3 separate regions of the Zea mays genome follow, and all the other regions are linked to region 1. A link is a contact called in public Hi-C data. All regions are on one chromosome and are shown on one strand. The core of a region is the stretch at or near the end of the contact, and the rest is flanking DNA. Distances in the headings are between cores, read along the strand shown. Region 1 holds the start of LOC100275065. Region 2 holds the start of LOC100283925. Region 3 holds the start of LOC100280789.

What was found. A called contact is a pair of places that touch in the nucleus more often than the background predicts.
Region 2: a contact with region 1 is called in a Hi-C map of leaf mesophyll, with 2.2 times the contacts expected there. The contact joins the promoter of LOC100283925 here to the promoter of LOC100275065 in region 1. A contact is called at or near these places in 6 of 25 Hi-C or Micro-C datasets (bundle sheath, ear, endosperm and 3 more).
Region 3: a Hi-C map of tassel shows a contact between it and region 1, with 2.4 times the contacts expected there. The contact joins the promoter of LOC100280789 here to the promoter of LOC100275065 in region 1. A contact is called at or near these places in 2 of 25 Hi-C or Micro-C datasets (bundle sheath and tassel).

What each region holds. Positions count from the first base shown.
Region 1 is chr2:67,187,937-67,191,544 of Zm-B73-REFERENCE-NAM-5.0, reverse strand. It overlaps LOC100275065, which reads right to left and starts at 2,350. Exons shown (of 2, transcript NM_001149256.1): 1 at 1,734-2,350. The coding sequence starts at 2,295. The coding sequence ends at 1,759.
Region 2 is chr2:67,017,581-67,021,013 of Zm-B73-REFERENCE-NAM-5.0, reverse strand. It overlaps LOC100283925, which reads left to right and starts at 1,434. Exons shown (of 5, transcript NM_001156823.2): 1 at 1,434-1,683.
Region 3 is chr2:67,380,871-67,384,747 of Zm-B73-REFERENCE-NAM-5.0, reverse strand. LOC100280789 reads left to right here and starts at 2,477. Exons shown (of 3, transcript NM_001153710.1): 1 at 2,477-2,642; 2 at 2,737-2,974; 3 at 3,208-3,392. The coding sequence starts at 2,597. The coding sequence ends at 3,256.

The sequences.
Region 1 (3,608 bases), core at 1,101-3,600:
CACCAACTCCAGCTGCTCCTTTGTGGGCAGGGGTCCGGGTGGGGAAGTGAAAGCATTGACTTGTGCCGGCTCTAACACCGAAGGGAGCTTGAGTGCCGACAAATAGCTGGGGTGGCAGGTACTCATGCCAGCAGCGGCGTGCAGTGCCTCTCATGCGATCTAACACCTGGAGTCTCGGGACAAGGGCTCCAACAGCATCGGGTTTCAGACTGGTGGATATCGCATTGGCAGCACTCTCATGCAGGCTACGAGCAGTGGCTGTTGGGAAGGTCTGCCGCTGGTGCACGGTTGGTTGACCATGTGCGGATGAGGATGGCAGGAGAAGAGATTGGGGATTTCATTCATGAAATACATGGATTGCACCTTAAGATCCATATGAGGCCTTACACATAAGAGAGGAAGACCTTGGCACAGGTGTGTCGCAGCTTATGGTTAAGGCAGGTCATACACATTCCAGCCCAAAAATATTCATACCAAAAGCAACATCCCCTCCCCTCCATCCCCTGCCCACCTCCTAGCATAATTTTCTTGCCATCCATTCTTCCCACCTTAGCACTCTTATCACGTCAGCGCCTCCTCCAAACATGCCACAACACACTCTGCCCATCCATGCACCCAGTCTCACTTCAATGCATGCATTTCTTTACACGCTTCCCCTTGTGGCCTAGGTCATGCCAGTAATTTAACTGCCAATGTAAAACCAGAGCAGCAGTATTGCACTTAGAGCCTCGGCATCACCTAGGCCAATTTCAGGATCACAAATTCACAATACTAGCATATTTTGCAAAGCAAGTATAATTCATTTAAACACATAAATCCAATATACAGAACTACCAACCCTCCTGATCAGCATAGCCCATGACAGATGACTTAACAGTTTCTCAGTTTCCAAATGAGTACGCTTCGTAGTAGGAACAGTGTATTGCTATTTTGATGTACATGTTTCAATAGAGAACTATGACCGTATATCATGGGCTAAAGTTGGTGAATCCACATAACACAAAAAACTCAATTGAAGTCCCGTTTGGCACAGCTCAACTTCACTAGTGAAGCCTCTTTTTTTTTGCTTCAGTTCCACAAGCAACTCTACCAGTGAAGTTGGAGCTGTTTTAGTGAATCATTTGGCAAAACAGCTCCACACGTGAAGGTCCTTAAAACATGCTCTCATGCAAGGCCCGCCAGAGCGAGTTGGAGCTGGGTGAAGCTACTATTTTCAACTCTATCTCCCCTCCATCGCTCATGAGAGCATGTTTTAAGAGAATCTATGAGTGGAGCTGTTTTATTTTACCCAGCACAAAACGGATCTAAACAGCTCCAGGAATAGGTGGTGGAGCTGTGCCAAACAGGATCCAGCATAAACTGGTTTCATCATAAACTCTTGCTCGCAAAGTAACATTTATATCTAATTAGCATCAAAGCTCTAACTGAACCCATTTTGAGAACACCACCAAACAATGTGATTTCAACGATGTCATCCAACTACAAGTGAAACATCACAAATAGGGTGTATGCCGTATTTACATACCAGAAATACAAGGCATAGGTGCAAAAACACAACATATGTAATGCGTATCAATCTGCACAGAACCGGTTTTAGGTAACACACGGTCACATTGCCCTGGAACCTTGCAGATAAATTATTGCAATTAAAAAAACGCCAAAATCAAAACGCACGAGCTAACAGGGTTCACAGATGCGTTTGAGTAGCACAAGAGGCAGGATAAAGAAATTACCTAGTGAGTCCGTGCCGAGGCAGCCTTAATCGCTCTCCTCTCCCTCCGCTCCCTCATCCTCCTCAGGAACCACGTCAGCGTCGTCGTCGTCGTCCTCCGCGGCAGCCTCCTCCGGAGTGACGAGGTACGCCCCGGGCTGCGGGGGGGCGCGGCGGCGGGTCCGCGAGGGGAGGATGTTGCTGAGGTCTACCTCGGCCATCGGGTCTTCAACGAGCTCGTCGTCATCGCTGCTGCCGCCGCCGCCGCCCTCGTCGTCGTCGCTGCTCTCCTCGCTGTCGTCTTCCTCCTCCTCCTCCTCCTCCTCCTCCTCCTCGACTACCATCTTGCCCTTACCCTTGTCAGCCGCGCGAGCACTGGCCCTGGCAGCCTCGGCCACAGCGGCGGCCTCCTCGTCGACGTCGGGACGCGCGGCTTTAGGGGGCGCAAGGTTGGCGTCGGCTTCCACATCCGCCTCGGGCTTGCGCTTGGCCGGGGAAGGGTAGGGTGCCGGTGCCGGTGCCGGAGCCTGGACCTGGGCGGGGTCGGTGGCCACGGGCTGGGGCTCGCCGTCGGCAGTGGCCATCTCGCGGGGCGGGGAGCTAGGGTTCTAGAGCGGCTGAACGCGGTGTTGTGTCGTCTAGCGAATGAAGAGCGGGGAAGATGGCCAGAGGAGAGGAGGATGTGGATGTGGGCTTCGCAGGACGGTGGGTCGCGGTTTGGTGACCTGCGTATATGGGTTGTGGCCCATATTTTCGGGCAGGGCATGCTGGGGGCCCTACGATAATTGTCTAAGTTGGTTTTGGAAGTCTTCATTAGACCGTCGCAATTTACTTTGATTGCACTGTTCGTAGAATGCAGTTTAAATATGAGTATAGAGAGGGTAAACTGTTAGAGATAGTCTTACGGTTCTGTTTAGCACAAGTTATTTGACAGTTTCTTCGTAGATTCATGTAGAAACTATATTAAATAGAGTGTTTCTATAACAGCCTATCAGTTCATCCATTTTTAGAATAAATTATAAGTAGGTAATAAGCAGAAGCTGTTTTTATTGTTTTTTCTCAAATAAGTTGTTTTCCAACAAGCAAGAGTTGTGTCAAATATACCCATTTTTGCTCAAACTTTGGTCTTTCTCCTCATCAATGGATGAAATTGTTATTTGTGAAAGGAATTGCCGCGTCTAAGATAGGATAAATTAGGGCAAGTATTTTTCGCACTAATGTAGACCTTTATTTTTCTCGTAAACAGGAGTAAATAACAAACGTTGATATATGCAACTAAGACCCTGTTTAGCATAGCTTCTTCACGGGTTTAAGGAGAAGCTATACCAAACATGGCACTTTCGTAGCATCTTATTAGTTCAACTATTTCTTAGAATGGTCTAAAAGCAGATAATAAGTTGAAGCTACTTTTCACCCGCTTCTCGGATAAGCTGCTTTTCGAACAAGCAACAATTGTGCCTAGTAGACGCTAAAGTTTTGTCCAAGTGATGCAATATTTATCGTAAAAGGAGTTTTGCTGCCTAGGTTCTAGACTTATCCACTAACCTATAACTAAGAAATATGATAAAGCACACAACCAAAGACAATAATATAAATGTAGAATATTTAATACGATAGAGATATAAACTTTCATTAGCGTGTTGGTGTTTTTATCGAGGTATCAAGAACCAAGGTAATAAACTCTCATTGACACGATAGTGTTTTTGCTTCTTTCAGTAATAGCTTTTTTAATTCAATGACAACACACAGAGAACTCACATATAGCACAAAACAATAAAAACAAGTGGAACAAAAAAATGGCATGTGATTTAATGGTTTAGACAAATCTCAAAAGAATGCATATGTCATCGTTGTCGTGGCAATCATAAATATCAAAATCTATTTCAACTTCTTGTCT
Region 2 (3,433 bases), core at 185-2,684, 170 kb after region 1:
GCCTTCATTCCACAAGCTAAGCGAGACGACAACGATCTAGCGACAAGAGGAGAGGCTACTCGCATCGTGTACGCACGCCGCGTCGCCTGCGCCTTCCCTTGCCCTCCGGTCGACGCTGGCGCACACTCGAATGGTTTGTCGATGATGACTGAGTGCTCGACGCGTAATTGTATCTAATCCTTTTTTCATTTTATTATTGGAAAAATTTGGATCTGTATCATTAAAAGGTTATAAATTTAGATATATACCATTACTATCTCACATACATGTGTGGTTCACATGAGTTAACGACATGCAGAGTCAATAATATATATCTAAAGTTACAATCTTTTAATGAGTCAATAATATATATATCTAAAGTTACCATTTTTTAATGACTAGTCGGTTGCCCGTGCGTTGCGACGACTTACAACAATACCAACGTAAACTATCCACCAAAAAAATTCAAGATTTTTTATTGATTATCTCCGCTCTCCATATTTTTTTTTGATTTGGCTAACTGATATTATTGTTTACTCCATCCAATATGTCTTGGTACAACACGACCAATGAAGTGAGTGATTAGAAGAGAGTTCACAACGACTAACTGAACAAACAGAGATTATAGAATGACATAATTTCACCATATAGAGACCAAATAAGAGAAAATCCGTGAGGTCAAATTTCTAAAATAAGTCACATGAACTCAAACTTATAAAAAAGATAGATCAAAATATGAAGTGATTGCTAAAGTCAAACATCAATAAAAACCAGATGTGCTCCATATAAATTATGTTATTTCGTAGCAATTACTAACATTTAAAACTAACAAATAACATTTCATTTTACTGTTAGTGTGACAAATCATTATTCCTTCATCCAATTCAGCAATCTCAAACACCATGGAGTTCATTGCGTCAATGTGGTCTCAGAAACGACCTAATGCTTACAAGAGCCAAAAAGTTGTGTCGTGCTTGAGCTATAACCTCGGTCCGTAGTGCTGGCCCGACCCGACAAGATTATATTCTTTTATTTAAAAAAAACGTATATACATATATATACAATTTATATTCAATATTAAAAACATTTGAGCATGATATTCTATTGGTTAGACAGATTCACCTAATGTTTTATGTCCTTCTTCCATCAGGGCATGAGTTCAAACCACACCTCCTGTATTGTTTTACGTGCAACGAGTTAATTTGAAATTGCTGTGAGGAGTTATTTGTAAAAAGATGATGTGGGACAATCGTTGAAACTGATGCTTTATAGTAGAGATAATAGAGAAGTAGATATATAGATATAATTATTAATGGTATTATAGCGGCTACGCTCGAAATCCCTCTAAATAATCGTAAAGTGACGAAATCTAATTCTCATAGCATAATTCCAAATTTCTTTGTGAACAAAATTCCACCGAATCGCTGTCGTTCGACACCGTCAACGGCGGCCGCGCGCTCACGTCCCGGCGGCCACGGGCCGTGACAGACTCGAGCCCGTCCGCCGCCTTCGCCGCGCCGCCTCCGCCTCCTCCATCGCACGCCGACTCCGCTGCCTACATCCGCGCACGTCCGCCTCCACTGCCTCCATCCGCTCGGGAGCCGCCGCCCTCCGCGCTAGGCCTCGCCTCCGTCTGGTCTGGATTCTTCGACATCTGGCCATCTGGGCGCTCCGCGTCGCCGACTTCTCGCAGGCAGAGAGTGAGTGCGTTCCTCGCATCCTCCATCTCCCTTCCCTCTGCCCCTCGTTCCCCTGGACACGGTCCATCTGTGTAGGGTACGGATCTCATCTCACCCGGTCGCGGTTCTAGCCTGATCTGTGCCACGCATTCTTGATGAAGATTTGGAGCATGCTTATTAAAGCGGTAAAACGTTATGAACTAACTTTTTCATTGTTTAAACGAACGTTGACACGTTTTTTCAGACTTGACATAGAATTTCAAATATAGAATAAGTTCATACATATTACATAAGTTGAGTTCACAAACCAAATAACATTAGCATAAAAACAAACAGATCAAGTTCAACCACACAATTTGTTGCCATTGAAATTCACTGTCAGCAAATAGAGACTGATTCAATGTGAGCAAAATCAACACATCAAATAGAAATTCACTGGGCACTGGCGGGCGGCGGCTTGCACTGGTGGCTTGCGCAGAGCAGCGCAGTGGGGCTTGCGCAGAGAGCAGAGCAGCACAGTGGGGCTTGCGCAAGAGGGAGGAGGGGGCCGGTGCCGCCTTGGGTTTGTGCGCTCTGCGCGGAGGCTGGCGGCTTTGCGAGGAGGCCAGGAGGGGACCGAGCTGGCGAGCTCTCTGCGGTCTGCGCCGCGTCGCGTTTGTGCAGACTGCAGAGGGAAGAGGGAGGAGGGGGCCGGCGCCCAGCGGCGTACCTGGCGTCCTGGCGGCTCTAGACTCTGGAGTCTGGGCGACGTTGTAGTGGCTGCAGGCTGAGGACGGCTAGGCGGCTGGCGCGGCTGAGGACGTGTAGGGTTTGAGGACGGCCCAGGAAGGCCCATTACATCTAAAACGTCCGTAAAACGTCCAAAACGCCGTAAAACGTGTTTCAGACGCTCAGAGGACGCTTAAACGTCCAAAACGGACGTTCAACACCTATTTCGTAAAACATGCTGAAGTTTTAGTCCCTAATCACGTTTTAGCGTTTAAGCGACGCTTAAACGTCGCTTAAGCGACGCTTTAATAAGCATGATTTGGAGATCCAACAAGGAGGCTCCTGTGTTTGCTTCCCGCGGGATTCATGAGTTTGAGCTGGACAAAGTCAGTTTGACGTGGACAGAGAATGGCCTATACTCCGATTTCTACTTGGTAATTTTTTTGTTTGAAGGAAAACAGGAGGGGTTCTATCCTCTGCCGTGCTTTATTAAAAGATGTAAATGAAACCTGGTACAAAACTTCAAGAAAAAAAGAAAATGAGAAAGATTACACATAAGCTTCTAGCCATGGATCAATTTGAGTTGATTTTTCTTTTGCCCTTAGAATATCAATCACAGTTTTTGAGATCGAATTTGGCTTGCAGAGTAACTAAGCTGGTGGTTTTTATGCATCTGTGCTCATGAATATATAATATATACTGTTTCTGGAAGTACGACAAGATTAAGACCACACTTTTTTTTGAGTGATATATATATATATATATATATATATATATATATATATATATCATATGTGAATAACTAAACATTTCATTTTTGTTGAATCTCAAATTTATCAGCACTTATAGACTCCACATTGTGTAATTTGATATTCTTAGCATCACCATTGAGTTATTCCTGCTGTTTGATGTGTAGAACATCAAATGCATTCAATTCTGACTTTTATTTAATTCTGATTGTGCATTTCCTTGTCACTTTTTGTAGAGGTTCAATTCATACTTTGTCATTTTTTGTAGCCATTTTACCGTCATGGTCTTAGCTGATTGATGCTATCACAAGAGGCTCT
Region 3 (3,877 bases), core at 1,228-3,727, 190 kb before region 1:
TCTCGCACCAAGCTACGGCCAAATTGTTGACCACGTCGACAAACCAGCTTAAAAACTCGGAGCCTGACCATGCACCCGGGCTGCGGCCAGGCCGCATGAGGGAACAACAAGGCCGACCGAGGAATCACAAAAAGAATTAAGACCTCAGAGGAGTCAAACCACTCCTCCGAGGCCTCGGGGGCTACACCCGACGGATGCGCTCGCGCGCACCCATCGGAACAAAATATAACCGAGAAAGGCTGGTCCCCTTGCAAAAAATCCGGCAGAACCTCCAAGCGAGTGCCTACACTCCCTTCGAGGCTCGGGGGCTACTGTCGGGTACCGTAATTAGGGGTACCCCCAATACTCCTAAGCATGGCTGAAAAGCATCTTCAGAACAAACCATAAAGACTGATAAGCACGGTTCAAGTCAAGGCCTCGTCTACCAAGGGACGTGATCTCGTCTCGCCCGAGCCCGGCCTCGGGCAAGAACAGTAGTCCCAGACGGATTCGCGCCTCGCCCGAGGGCCCCCTCAGGCAGTGGGCGCACCCCTGGCTCGCCTGAGGCCGAGCTCGGGCAAACTTTGTCTTACAGCAACCTCAGCCATATTGCCCTACCACTGACCATATCACGTGCACATTTAATGCAGGGATCACCTGACATCTTATCCTGACACGCGCGCCTCAGTTGGCAAGGTCGAAATGACCGCAGTCACTTCGCCCCCTTTACTAATCATTCTGATAGGAAAACAACACTATTCACCCCGTTCCGACTACTATGCCAACCACCAGGGTAAAGCTAACGACAGTAAGTCACGATCTCCCCCGAGTTCAGCCTCGGGTGCAACAGGGAGCTCTGCCTCGCCCGACCTCAGGCCTCGGCCTCAGCCTCGGCCTCGGGAGAAGGTCTCCGCCTCGCCCGACCTCAGGCCTCAGCCTCAGTCTCGGCCTCGGGAGAAGGTCTCCGCCTCGCCCGACCTCGGGCCTCGGCCTCAGCCTCGGCCTCAGGAGAAGTCTCCGCCTCGCCCAACCTCGGCTTCGGACCGACTACGCCATAGGGGATACATCATTACCCTACCCCTAGCTAGTTGCCTCAGGCTACGAAGGAGCAAGACCGGTGTCCCATCTAGACTACTCCGGCAATAGGTAATGATGGTTCCCTGCCTGCATCCATGACGTCGATTGTTCTCAACTCTCTACGAAGGCAAAGAAACGTCAGCAGGACCCAGGACCACACCGTCAGCTATGCTTCTACAGGGCTCAAGCACTTCTCCGCCTGCCACATTAGCGCATAGCTACACCCCCATATATACAGCTGGATCATCTCCTTGTATCTATAAAAGGAGATGTCCAGGGCCTTCCCAAAGGGGAGGGAAGGGGGCGGAGGCGAAGGAGGCCAACTCAGACGGCTCACTCCAAGGCCAAACCCTCTCTCTCGCGACGCTTGTAACCCCTACTACGAGCACCCCAGTGCAAGATAATATAAGCATCATCCTCCCTCTTGTGTTTCATCTTGCATCAACCCATCTGGGCAGGGACACGCAGCATCAAATTCACTAGTCGGTTGAGGGTCCTCGCGGGTCCAAAACGCCGACAAGATTGTTGTGAAAGACTAAACTAGATCTAATCCTAAGGCTAAATTACTCCTACTCCTAGGAATTGGAAGAACGAAAAGGTAAAACCGATAAATAGATTTGATTTGATGGATTTTGTGTCTTCAAACGGTCGTAGCGCTTCATCTATATAAAGGGAAGGTATGAACCCGTTTACAAGTCGTTTCCTGAGTTAATTCTACAATTCTTGCTAACAAATAAATTCCGCAAGAAACTCGAAACCCTAACTAATTCTACGTACGCGCGGACCGTCTGCGCCACCACTGCAGACCGTCAGGATCGCGGACCGTCCATAGGGCTAATTTATGCTCTCAACAGTTGGCAAGGCTCACGATGGAAGAAAATTTGGCAAGAAAACCAAATATACCCTTAGGCCCGGTTTGTTTCGTTGGAACTGAATTCCATTTTAATAATTATAATTTAGACAAAACTAATTAGGTTCATATATTTATATATGTAATATATTTTTATATTATTCTAAATAATATGAGAGAGATAGTTATATACCATATTTATGTTATAGCGAAGCAAATAGAAGAGTGTATTATAAGTTGTATGTCGAAAAATAGCATGTAAATCTATAAAATCAATTTCCATTTTTTATCTCTATGAATTTGAGATAGATTTATATAATAACTTCGGAAAGTAGTGGAATGTCATATTCTAAAAAAATAAACTATTTTATTAGTAAGATTTTAATTTCTCAAAACGAAATAAAACAACGGAACCTTATGGATAGCCATATCATAAACTGGCGATTTCGGCGGATACCGGCGTTATGGATAGGCACGAGCGGTGCCGACGTACCATGTCGTGACGAGGAAAATTCTAGCGATCCGCGCGCGGCAGGCCTGAAGAGTCACGCTAGTCCCAAAGAAACAAGCGAGTACCCAGAGCAGCCGACCCTGGCTAGCTCTAGCTTGTGTAGTTGAGTTCTTGTATTTGCTTGAATCTGCAAAAAAAAACTAGAGACAAAAGGAGGACGGGAAACGGAGAGAAGGATCATGGACTACAGCATGCAGGGATCCAAGGACTCGTACTCGCCGCAAGGCAAGTCACTGCTCCTCCTCCTATGAAAGTATAGAGCTGCTCTGTCTATTCTTTGTTTCGAGGTTGACCGTCCAGTTTCGTGTCCTCCATTCAGTTCACAACCACTTGTACCCGGACTCTCAGCCAGGGCTGTATCCTCCTCCGCCGCAGGGGGGCTACGGCTACGGCTACCAGTACCAGGGCTACCTTGGCGAATCGGCGAACCCTCCTTATTACTACTACACTGGCAGCTGGCCCGAGCAGCCCCCAGCTCCGTCCGACGGCGCCCCCTTTCGCTACCGCTACCTGCAGGACCAGGACGATGCCGACTGCATCACCTTCCTCAGAGGATGGTACGTACGTTCCACTTCTTTTTCCTCGGAGGATCGCGTTTTGATAGGCTCTGAAACACCCCAGATGCATGCCGTGTAGACTGATATATGATGTTCAGGTTTCCCGTGTGTTGGAGTGCTGAATGAAAACTTGTTCGAGTTTTTGCCTGAGTCAGTCAGTCGGTCGGTCGTCTGGCAAATAAAACAAGAAACTACTACAAACTGACTGACATGTCTGCTTGCGCGCGTTGCAGTCTTGCTGGTCTGTGCTGCTGCTGCTTACTGGAGCGATGCTGCATCTAAGGAGGATGGCGTGCAGTGCTGCTGCCTGGAGCACGCATGTATGCAGCAGTGTGGTGGTGACATAATAATAATAATAATAAGCTGCTGCGGCAGCAGAGATGACGGTTCCTGCGTTGACGGCGCCATCCATGTAAAACCAAGGAGCAGCTTGCCATCATCATGTCTCTCGTCGTCCTTGGTCTTCAACTCCTCATATCTTTGAGAGAGAGAGAGAGAGAGCGCAACCGGACACCGGAGCAACATGGTTTTTCTCTGCTCGGACAGATTGCGACGCGACACGACGGCGATGGCGCGCAGGCATGGCATGGGCCATCGCCCATGGGCACTGCCGGCCGGGGTGCCTGCCACCGCCGGACCGTGCGTGTGGTGCGGTGGGCGACACGGGCGGGTGGAAAGCCCCAGTGAGGTAGCGCAGTGCCTGCTGCCGACCCCAGCACCGTCCGTATATACTCACACTGTCTAGTGTCTATGTCAGTCAGTCAGTCACTCGGACCGTCGGCCTGTGCCGTCGCTGTCATAATCCATGCATGATCACTTCATCAGAGATCAGACGGGAGGCAGTCCACCGATCGGAATACCCGCCGGTTGCATGCGGCCGGAGCCGTTGTTGCTTGTATGCAC